Regions from separate parts of the Gossypium hirsutum genome. Here region 2 is linked to region 1. The links are chromatin contacts, called in public Hi-C maps. All regions are on one chromosome and are shown on one strand. The core of a region is the stretch at or near the end of the contact, and the rest is flanking DNA. Distances in the headings are between cores, read along the strand shown. Region 1 holds the start of LOC107961678 (protein WVD2-like 6). Region 2 has its middle 9.8 kb from the start of LOC107961677.

Region 1 (5,732 bases), core at 2,218-4,717:
AAACAATTTATGCTTAAAAAATTTCTAAGTTTTAACATTTTGTAAATTTTTAATTAAATAGGATATTGAATCTTACTAATTTTAAAATAAAAAGGGAAAACAAATTGATTCAAGGTGAAGATATCTCTTCCAAAAATCAATGTATTAATGACTTTTATTTTATTATTTTTACCTCTCTTTGGGGAAAATTCAAAAAGATTTTGCTATAATGTTTAATATTAATTTTAAAACTATCATATAAAATTCAAGTGTTTGGATGAAAAAATTTATTGTTTTTTAGATTCTTAAAATGCTAATATTTTAGAATTATTAATTTAAATGTTAACATTTGCAATTGAATTGTTTGAATAAATAATTGATTTAAAAAAAATTAGTTATTGGAATTTTATAAATTAAAAAATTAAAATTAAAAATTATTATATTAATAAACAATATAAAAAATTTAATATGGATACATTATGTAAAAAAACATAAATAGTATGAATAAAATAAAATTTAAAAAAATATTTATTAAAATTCAATAAAAATGATTTTAAAGTTTAACTTTTTTTAATTTACAAGGAATTTTGAAATAACTAACTCTTTAGGCCAGCTATTAAAATCATATATTTTGAAATTCTTAACAAATTTTAGAATTTTCTAATATATTTACTCAAACAAACAATTTTTTTTTAAATTTTGAAAACTTTGATATAAATGAAGGTCCCGATAATATTGAGACATTGGGAGTTTTGATGTTTTAGGTTGGAGTATTCTTATGCTACATATCAAGTGTAAATTCTTTCCAATATTTATTTTAAAGTTAAATTCGCCATGCATGAACCCTATTTGGATTAACACTTATCTAAGTTTAGATGAATTTAAGTTTAGATCAAATTTGGGTTTTGAGTTATTTTATGTTAGTCTTGTTTTGGATTCGAGATATGTTTTAAGGATTGAGTTTTTTCGAATCGAATCTTTAGGAATTCATATTGTTTCTAATTCTTGTCACTTGAGATTGAGTTATTATATGTTTGGTTTGAATAGATTTGAATTGTTAACTTTTTATCATTAAATCAAATTAGGTCAAATATAAAATTGAATTAAATTCTTAAATTTAAGTAAATATTTATCAGGTGAATGTTAATTAAAGCCTAATATTATTTTTAGAAAATTATCACAGCTTCAAAATTTTGTTTTTTTGGTGAAATAAAATAGTGATTCTATCAATAGTCAAAACCATAACAGAACTTATAAGTTGAGAGGAGTGTAACATACCATAATGGCAACACTAGCAAAGGAAGTTTAAGTTAATTACAAACAAGAAAAGACACAAGATCAAAGAAAATCAAATTGGAAATGTCATTCATACCAATCTTTTGTTTCTAGCCATATACACCCATCAAGAATAAAACACTATAGGAAGGTAAAAGATTTTGATTAAATTGTTGCATTCTCTTCTCTTCCCATCTCGAAAAAAACCAGTTGAGGAGATATATAACCAGTCATAACTGCCATATTTGTAGTGCCAAAAAACTATTAGACATGCACCACTTTAATCAACTGTTGATAGCAGTATCCTAAATTTATCATTGTGGATAATTAATTCCAATAAACTTTGGTGACAATGCTAGAGGTCCCAAAAAAAATTCCTTCCACATTGGTGATGCATAGAAACAATCTCCAAATGACCTCACCTCCTTCATAAATTCCCCAAAACGGAAACTAAAGTACCAACTAAGAAAAATAGACATTAAAGTTACAACTAAATAATACCACCATGGCTTTCAAAAAAAGCAAAATGGATCACAGCTTTTAGTAAAAGCTGAGTAATCTATTAATAACAGAGCAACGCATTGATATCGTTACTTCTTTAAGAGAGAGAAGAACAAACATTATTTATAACTAGCAATCCTATTATACTCATATGGATGTGTAAATCATATTTTAAAACACAAATGTGTGTTTAAAATAATATTCAATAAATAATGAAACTTATGGTAAATTTAAGGTAATAAAATGTGCATATTAAAATAAAAACGTATAAAACACATGAAAATGAAATTTTAGTTGAGTGGTAAATTTAAAGTTTTATCCTATTATAAACGTATTTTTATTAGTTTTTGTTAAAAAAAAGACTAAAGTACCTTGAAATAATATAACTTATTTTAATTACGGAAGAACATTTCCATAATTTATTTTAACCGAGTTGTTGTCCACATAATTCGCGATACCAACTTAGTCAGAGACTTAATTAATAGTATAGATACACAAATTTCGTAGCAAACATTTTATGTTAAAATTTATTTTTTAAAAGTTTACTAAAAAATTATTAATGAAATAGTGATAAAGAATTTATTTATAAATCTATTAAACATAGGTTCAATTCCTAGACACGTTAATTTTAGTTCTTTTATTTAAAAATATCTAAAAGTATGAAAAGACAAAAAGATTATCAAAATAATAATAACAGTCATTCACTAAAAAGGTATATTAGTCTTTTCATACCTGAGTTAGTACCAGATTAACTTGTGATACCAACTCAGTTATAGGTTTTATTAATAGTAAGTAAAGATATATACAACTCATGAATGTAATAAATTGTACATATTAAAATAAAAATGTATATTATTGATTAAAATGAAATTTTGGTTGAATAGTGAATTTAAAATTTTACTAAATCAATTGATGTGGGTTTAAATCCCATCATAAGTATATTTTTATTTTTATTTGTTAAAAAAATAAAAGGACTAAATAGCTCTCAAATAATATAATATATTTTAATTACGAAAATATATTTTTATAATTTCCTTAATTAAGTTGGTGTCCAATTAACTCGTGACACCTATTTGATCATAGGCTTTATTAATAGTAGAAAAATACTTTGCTTAGTTAAAAAAATGAAAATAAGAGAATTAAAAACAAAAGAAAAAATTACACCGCTAGTCATTCTAAATATAGATTGTTCCTATTTTAGTTATTCACAAATTTTTTTTGATAATTTTTTTTTATAGAAGAAGAAGACCATCAGTGGCCTTAAGGCCTATTAGTCCATACATACGAATTCCCAATTTTATCAACTAATAACATCTTCTTAACATTATTCATAGATAAGTCAAATATGACTAACTCTAAAGCATTCTCAAGATAAGTTTTTATTATACAATTAGCTACTCTACCATTAAATGGTAATAGAAGATTAATAATGTGTTTATAAAAAAAACCAAAATAAATATCATCCTTATTTAAAATGAGTGATGGGTGATTTAGTCTAATTTTAGGGTAATTAAAGTGAAATTATGGTTAATGTATTTTAAGTTACACTTTACTTTAAACAAAATAAAACCTCCAACGAGAAAAGTTAGGAAAAAAGTTAGAAAAATTAAAAAAAGAAAGTAAAAAAATTTGTTTTTAGTAGCGAGAATGAGATAGAATGAAATCAGTGTTAGTTGATTAACCATATGTAAACTCTCTGAAATTCCGGTAAAAAGAAAAAAAAAAAAGTAAGGTACAAAAACTGTATTTTAATTAAGAAAACCGTATTTTCGTAACCGTATTTTATTGGGACAGTACATCAAATCATTTTCTCTGTGAAAGAGTGTGGCCTTGGAAATTGATTTGAAATCCGCTACTATAAAAGACCTTACAGCCTTCAAAGAAAAATAGAACCCAAAAAAAAAAAACAAAAAAAAAATCATATTCCCAAATTATTTTATTTTATTTTATTTTTTTTAAGATCCTTACTGTTGGAGTACCCTAGAGGCTTTAATCTACACTGTTTAATTTATTATCTTTCAGATCCTTTCGATTTTCCTTTACTTAAATTCTCTTCATTCACGGATTCATGAAGTTTTGATTTGTCGCACGCTTTACGAGGTAAGGAAGTAAATTAGTTCAAAACTGCTTTTTTTTTTCAGAAAATAAATTGTTGCTTGTCTGTTTCCTGAGAAAGAGTGAGATTTTCATGTTTGATTTTAGGTAAGAGTAGATCAATGTGAAGAGAAATGCATTAAGCTGTTTAGTTGATGTTGAAGATCTCTGTTCTCATTGCAGATTTGCTCTACTTAAAAATCTATTACTCGTTTTTTTCACTACTTTGGTTAGTGTTTATTGTTTGTTTGTTTCCTGAGAAAGAGTGAGAATTTCATGTTTGATTTTAGGTAATAGTAGATCAATGTGAAGAGAAATGCGTTAAGCTGTTTAGTTGATGTTGAAGATCTCTGTTCTCGTTGCAGATGTGCTCTACTTAAAACTTCTAGTCTAACTCGTTTCTTTTTTCTTTTCACTAAGTTGGTTAGTGTTTATTGTTTGTTTGTTTCCAGAGAAAGAGTGAGGATTTCATGTTTGATTTTAGGAAAGAGTAGATCAATGTGAAGAGAAATGCATTAAGCTGTTTAGTTGGTGTTGAAGATCTCTGTTGTAATTGCAGATTTGCTCTACTTAAATCTTCTATTGTTACTTAACTTTTTCACTAATTTGGTTCCGCCTTTTTTCTACTGAGCTACTTCTGATGTTTACTGCTAGATTTTTGTTGATTTGTGGTGTGCAAGTATAAGATCTAATTTACTGCTTCTTGAAGCAACAATGAATATTATAGATGTGATTAATATTTCTGGAAATCCAAAATTGATCTCTTTTTGAGGTTGTAAGAGATGAACGTTGATAGCCATTGGAAATTAGTATATATAGTTTATTCTTGTTGTGAAGGTTTGAGGAATTTAAATTTGTTAAAGTGTTAATTCCCTTTCATTGTTTTCTAATTGCGCTTATACTAGTTTGTTTTGTTCGTTTTACAGAGTATGATGGATTCTGAAGATGTCTTGCCTGTTGAGGGGCTTGAGGTTGCCCTTCAAAATGGTGTTAATAGGAAACTTCAGGTGTCTGAGGACGACGATGGTTTTTCAGATAATGTGACTGGGAATGTTGAGAAAACTTTGGAGACTTGTTTGCAGAATGAAATGGATGATAATGGAATAACTAAGGAAGATAGAGAAGGAATGAGTGGCTTCGTGGATAGCAATGGATTGATTGATTCTAAGGTAGTAGGTCTTACATTCTGTTTGGGTGTTTTTATTTAGTGTTTATATTTGACGCATTGAAAATGTGTCAACTACCAATAAGCTGATGATGACACTTTATTAAAAATGAAGTTAAGTAGATTTATTTTAAAATTTTGTGGTGATGTGGTATCATCTGGTTTATTCACAAAGTTATACACGGTTAGTGCATCAAATATATATCCTTTTTATTAATTACCATTAGTCTGATTTTCATTTTTTATGAGTGTGTCTGTCTTCATAGGAAGGGGAAGTTAAAGATAATGTGAAGCAATCCAAATCTCAGAAGGTTCAAGGGAAGACCAAGAATGAGAAGCCCTCAGGTCCCAGAAATGTTTCTTCAGCTCTAGTGAAGAAAAGTAAAGATGGAAAAAGTGCAGAGGCGACTTTGACAGCTTCAAAGGGTGGTTCTCTAGCTACAAATTCACGTCCAAAACAACCTCTTCAAAGTAGTAGATCATTTAATGAAAAACATGGCAATGCATCCAAGGTTGGAGTTGATAGTATTATTATTATTATTATTATTATTTAAATTTTGTAAGTATTACCGCCTTCTGATAATTGTTTTCCCTCTCTGCTTCTGACAGCATTCTGAGAAATCTGGTGCAGCCTTCACTAAAGGCACTATGTATGTACTACTTATGCTTATGTTTGAATTTCTTCTCTTTCATCATGCTGCCTTCTGCCCATGTTATT
Region 2 (5,732 bases), core at 1,657-4,156, 42 kb before region 1:
TTAATATTATTTGACATTTTGTTTTGAAAAATCAGATTGGCAGCAGATTCAGATTTCCATTAAAATTTCAAGGGTTAGATTTATACTTAATTTGCACCCGCCTTTCTTTTAGTTATATAATCACTTATAACATATATTTTGATGTTTTTTTTTGTTTTTTTTATTTCTGAATTAATTATTTAACATTTATTTAAAATTTTAGATTAATATATATTTATATATTTATATATTACATTACTCGAATTGTTACAACACCTTATCCGACTCATGTATCTCTACGGTAGCGTACACTATCGATGATACCTTCACATGCCAAATGTTGGGATTCACCAGGAATTCAGACGGGATGCATTCCCGAATTGTCAGATTCTCGCATGGCGTCCATACAAACTATATTAAAATAATAATAAAAAATAAGTTATATATATACTATTAAATCTCAAATCAAATACTGTAATAAAATAATTCAAATTTAAAAAAAAATACTTACCTCCGTTTCAGATCGTTGGTCTAACTGAAGCTATATATCTAATGAATTTGTTAATAGAATAATTTAAACTCCGCTTCAGAATACTTACCTCCGCTTCAGATTGATAGTCTCATGTAACTCAGCTCATGATTCCACCTATTGAAATAATTTGTTAACAGAATAATTTAAACTTTAATTTTTTTTATCATGGTAAATAGATTATCTAATGAATTTTACCTTGTTACGAGTGGGAACATGTAATGGTAGTTTGTTTTAGGACGTAAAAATGGCAACTGATACCGCGCCCATGACTACAATAATATCATGCAACCACCAATTTTAATTTTTCATGGTTGTGTCTCTTGACACATCTCCCGGTACAAGGTCGCCAACACGGTAGACCCCCAACTGAGTTCGGCCGCTTCTCTAAAGTTGACGAGTTTCAGTAGCCGCCTTAAATGGATGAGATTTCATGACTTATCTGACATTAAGATACCCTTAATTATCATAAGGATGTAAGCCCAAGCGTGTTGTTCTTTTTCGACTTCGGTCGAATCCTCACCAAGCTCATCAAAATTTCTTCTTAACCAAGTCATTTCTATCTAGCCTCTAAAAATTGTCTCTGGAACCAACTCTAAAAGTTCATCGCATACAGCTTTCCAATCGACATGAATAGTCTTAGTCACTACGAACCCATCCATTGGTAGCCTGAGCTGTAACTGCACATCCTCCAGAGTGATAGTTTACTTGTCACATGAATGATGAAAAATGTGTGTTTCGAGTCTCCACCTTTCCACCAACGTGCTTACGAGTGTCAGGTCCAACTTACACTCCTTACCTACAAGGGTCACATGCGAAAAACTAGCTCCTTTCAAGTACGGTTCGATTAAGGATGATTGAGGAGCGAGTAGATTGAATTTGGAGATAATGTTAAGATAGTTTAAATAAAATAAATAAAATTGAGAGAAAAAAATTGTAAATTTAAGTGGGAATTGAGAGGAATTTGAGAAAGAATTAAAAATGTGAGAGAGTTGAGATTAAATTGGAAAAAAATGAAATAGGGGGTTATAGTAAAAAAAATTGACCTTTTGGGTGGGGGAATGACTAATTAAATAGTCGTTTTCTTTTGGACCGTTGGGGAAAAAGACTTTCAGCTGAAAACATTTTTCAAAAATTATCTATTCTCATAATTTTTTTTTGACATTTATTGGTAAATTAGTCATGGTTTTTGGCATTCATAATTCTGAGATTTTTCGTTTCGTTAGAATTCCTCCATCCTTGAACTTCAACGATGAAGGATGATGGAGATGATAGTTTGGTGGGTGACCGAAATACTAAAAAGGTTCATTTCAAATCAAAGGTCTTAATTTTGATGTGGAGAACGATATGGTTGTAGATTCGCACCCTGTGCAGGGAGTCTTTTAGAAAGATAAGGTCTTAGCTAGAGGGACTGATGATTCTGATGGTGAAAAGGGGTTTGAATTTTTAGAAGGTGACATAATGAATTCTTCTGTAAATGGAATATCGGTTATTAGTTTTTTCTGAAAAGATTCAATAGATTTTGGTGAGAACATGGCATCCAAAATGGTGGTAAAACTTCTAGGTAGAAATATTTCCTATACCTTATTACAAAATAGGATCCCAGTAGCACGATGATGTGGTTTAAGCTACCTGGTCTATCGAGATTTCTCTACAAGCGAAAAAATCTTAGAGGAAATTGGGGGCTTAATAAGTACCGTTTCCAACCTAGATTTTCAAATAGATAAAGGTTTGAGGGAAAGTTTGCCAGGATGGCCATATGTGTCGATCTTAAAAAATCGTTGGTCTATTAGATAATGGTAAACAAAATGGTACAGAGAGTTGAGTTTGAGTCACTCCCACATGTGTGTTTCGGTTGCGAACGTTTTGGCCACATGAGGAAGCTTGCCCAGGTAATTTAGTTTCAAATGAAATTTGGGATGGAAAATGAGAAGATAGATGAATCCTCACTGGAGTTAGAAAAAGTGGTGGAGGCGTCAGAGCTTTTTAACCCTTGGATGCTTATTGAGAGGAGACCACGGCGGAATCTTAGGGCTAATCAGAATAACTTTGTAAATCCGACCAAAATGGCACTATGATTTCTCTTGGATTAAATCTACCTAAGATTGGCATAGAGGTGAATGATTTTTATAGGGTGAAGTTCAGAAAAGGATATTTTTTGAAGGTAAAAATGTAGGATAAAATTTCTAGGTCTAAAAATGGAAGTGGAGAAAATTCTGATTGTACTAACTACTTTAGCACGTTGGAGCAGTTACGTCTAGAGGGACTAGAGTTTTTGTGTGGGGTCGAGAAATAGCTAGAATATAGGTTAAAAATGATGGGCCTAGGGGAGAAAATAGACTTAGAAGTCTTTAGGCTGATTTCAACTATTCCTTTAGTTGGACAGTAGAGCTTTGCCATGCAAATTGGGCCAGGTCACGTCATCTCTTCAGTTGGGTAGCATAGGCCTGCATTACCAAATGGGCTAGCATACTAGAGTCACCCTCAATTTGTAGTAACTAAGGTTTTTTACAATACAATACAGCGCCTAATACTTTGTTGTCTTTGTTTATAGTAACTCTAATAGTCAAAAACCAATGAGACTATGGAGTGTTCTGAAGGATTCTATTCTAAACTACAACTCTCTTTGGATGGCAGTGGGAGACTTCAATACTCTTTTAGCCTCTATTGAAAAGAAATGTGGGCGAGTTAGTGGTAAAAGATGTACTCTTTTTGGGGAATTTATGGAGTCTTTCAAGATTTATGACTTGGGTTTCAAGGGTGCACCCTTTACTTGGTTTAGAAGTGGTGTTTTTGAGCATCTTGATAGAGCTATTGGAAATGACGCTTGACTGGCATCTTTCCTGAATTGCTCAGTAACTCATCTTCCAAGGCTTAAATCTGATCAAAAGCTTCTTCTTATTTCTTTACGACCTCGTCTTCATTCTCCTTTAGGTAGGCTGTTTCACTTTTTAGCAGGATGGGTTGAGCATGTTAATTTGCGTAAATTTATTAAAAACATTTAGACTTTCACTGGGCTTATGTCCACCTTGATATCTAATTTTATGAGTCTTTTAAACGATTGGAATAAGAAGGTGTTTGGTCACATTGGTTTCCTGAAAAAAAGATTGATTCAAACTCTGGAAAATATTCAAAGAGAAATGCATTATTCACATTCTGAACCATTATGTCAAAGGGAGTGGGCGGTTAAGGAGGAATTGGAATATGTCCTGCACTATGAGGAGCTCATTTGGAAACAAAATACAATGTATGATTGGTTTTCTTTAGGGGACTGAGATGCAAAATTATTCTAGATACATACCCTTAAAAGAAAGAATCAGAACAAGATAACGGTTTTAAAAAATAATATGGGAGTCTGGATTTTTTATGAGGAAGAACTACATCATGAGGTGATTTGTTTTTTCAAAAATTTGTATGGAGAGACAAGCAATGTCGAGGGGTCTTCCTACAAGTTCTTTTCTGAAACTTGATGATAATGGGATTAACTTTTTGAGCAAATCGATTTCTAATGAGATAAAGTCTGTCACGTTTGATATGGGCCCTTAAAGGCTTCGGTGAGTGGCAGATCTCATACCCTTTTCTTTCAGAGTCAGTGGGATTGTCCTAGAGAATCGGTCTGTTCATGGGTCAAGAAAATCTTTGCTAGAGAGAGGATTGATCCGAAACTCAATAATTCTCTAATCATCCTTATTCTAAAGATTCTCAACCTTCAGTGTTTTTCACAGTTTTGGCCGATTAGTTTGTATTCAGTCTTTTTAAGTTGGCAATGAAAATCATCGTTAATCGATTTAAGCTGGTTTTCCCAAGTATTTTTGGTTAAAAGCAGACGAGGTTTATTGCGGGAAAGAGCACCACAGATAATATCATCATTGCTCAGGAGGTGTTTCACTCCATGAGAATTAAGAAGAACACTAGTAATTGGAAGGTTATAAAGATTGACCTTGAGAAAGCTTATGATCGAATGCGATGGGGGTTTATTAGAGCTTCTCTTCATGCTGCAGCTATTCTGAACTTTCTCTGTAATGTAATTATGTCTGCTATCACTAAATCTACTATGCATATTTTGTGGAATGGAACACAAACTCAAAATTTTGTCCATCTAGGGGTGTATGACAAGGTTTTCCGCTTTCCCCTTATCTCTTTATTTTGTGCATGTAGTGGCTCGGCCACAATATTCAGTCTAGCATTTTTTGGAAAATGGAGGCCTATCAGAATTTCCTGATCAGGCTCTCATTTGTTTCACATTTTCTTTGCAGATGACTTGATTTTTTTCGGTTAAACTGAAGAGGATCAAGCAACCGTTTTGAAAGAGGTGTTGGATAACTTTTGTGATTTTTTCTAGGCACAAGATTAATGCTAATAAAATAAACGTATGCTTCTCTAAAGGTGTTAGTGATGCTTTAGGAGTAGTTTATGTCGTATCATTGGTTTTTGTAGAGTTCAGAACCTTGGTGGTTATTTAGAGGTTCTCTTGTTCCACGGCAGAGTCATAAATAGTACTTTGCGTTTTGCTATGGAAAAGGTTCAAAAAAAATTACAAAGTTGGGAAGCAAGGCCATTTCTTTAGCTATTAGAGTTACTCTTGCTCAATCAGTTTTAATGGTGATCCCTAGCTATTTAATGCAGTCGATAATAACCTCCAAAGGTCTTTGTGGGGAGATTGAGTGCATGGTCTGTCAGTTTGTTTAGGGCTCTTCGAGTAACAGTTGTAAAGTAGCTTTAGTAGGTTGGGAAAATGTCTATCAGCCTTGGGAGCGAAGCGAGCTTGGTTTTTGAAAGCTGTAGGATCACAATACTTTCTTCATGATAAATTTGGGTTTTAAACTTGTGGCTGAATCCAAAGCCCTTTGGGTCTAAGTTTTTCGTGCGAAATATAAGATTCCTAATGAAATTCTAGAAATTTATCACGGAGTAAATGCTCTTTTTTTTTGGAAAGCCCTCATAAAGGTTTGGCCACTCATTCGAGAGAATTTTCTCTAGTTTGTGGGAGATGAGAGAAATGTCAAATGCTGGCGTAACCAACGGATTCCTAATGTGGGGCCCCTTGTTAATTTGATTCCTGGACATTCAAACCTTGACCTGGATTGGTCGCTAGGTGATATGGTCTTAGATGATGGTACTTGGAACCTTGATTTATTTCAGCTTTGGTTGCTAGAGACGATCATCTATAAGATTATTAGGATACCTCCATAGCACCTATCAGCAGGAATGGATAGGATTATTT

What was found. A called contact is a pair of places that touch in the nucleus more often than the background predicts.
Region 2: a Hi-C map of leaf shows a contact between it and region 1, with 2.7 times the contacts expected there. The contact joins the enhancer-like site here to the promoter of LOC107961678 in region 1. A contact is called at or near these places in 15 of 34 Hi-C or Micro-C datasets (anther, callus, fibers and 3 more).

What each region holds. Positions count from the first base shown.
Region 1 is chrA06:37,581,010-37,586,741 of Gossypium_hirsutum_v2.1, reverse strand. It overlaps LOC107961678 (protein WVD2-like 6), which reads left to right and starts at 3,467. Exons shown (of 9, transcript XM_016897756.2): 1 at 3,467-3,855; 2 at 4,776-5,018; 3 at 5,281-5,526; 4 at 5,624-5,664. The coding sequence starts at 4,779.
Region 2 is chrA06:37,622,680-37,628,411 of Gossypium_hirsutum_v2.1, reverse strand. No RefSeq gene overlaps it. Among protein-coding and RNA genes, the nearest start is that of LOC107961677, 9.8 kb to the left of the region's middle. Within about 2 kb of position 2,906, at least 8 of the 9 cell types and tissues checked have an H3K27ac peak or open chromatin away from gene starts, as enhancers often do. A contact at or near this core is called in fibers, hypocotyl and leaf, where this site is marked.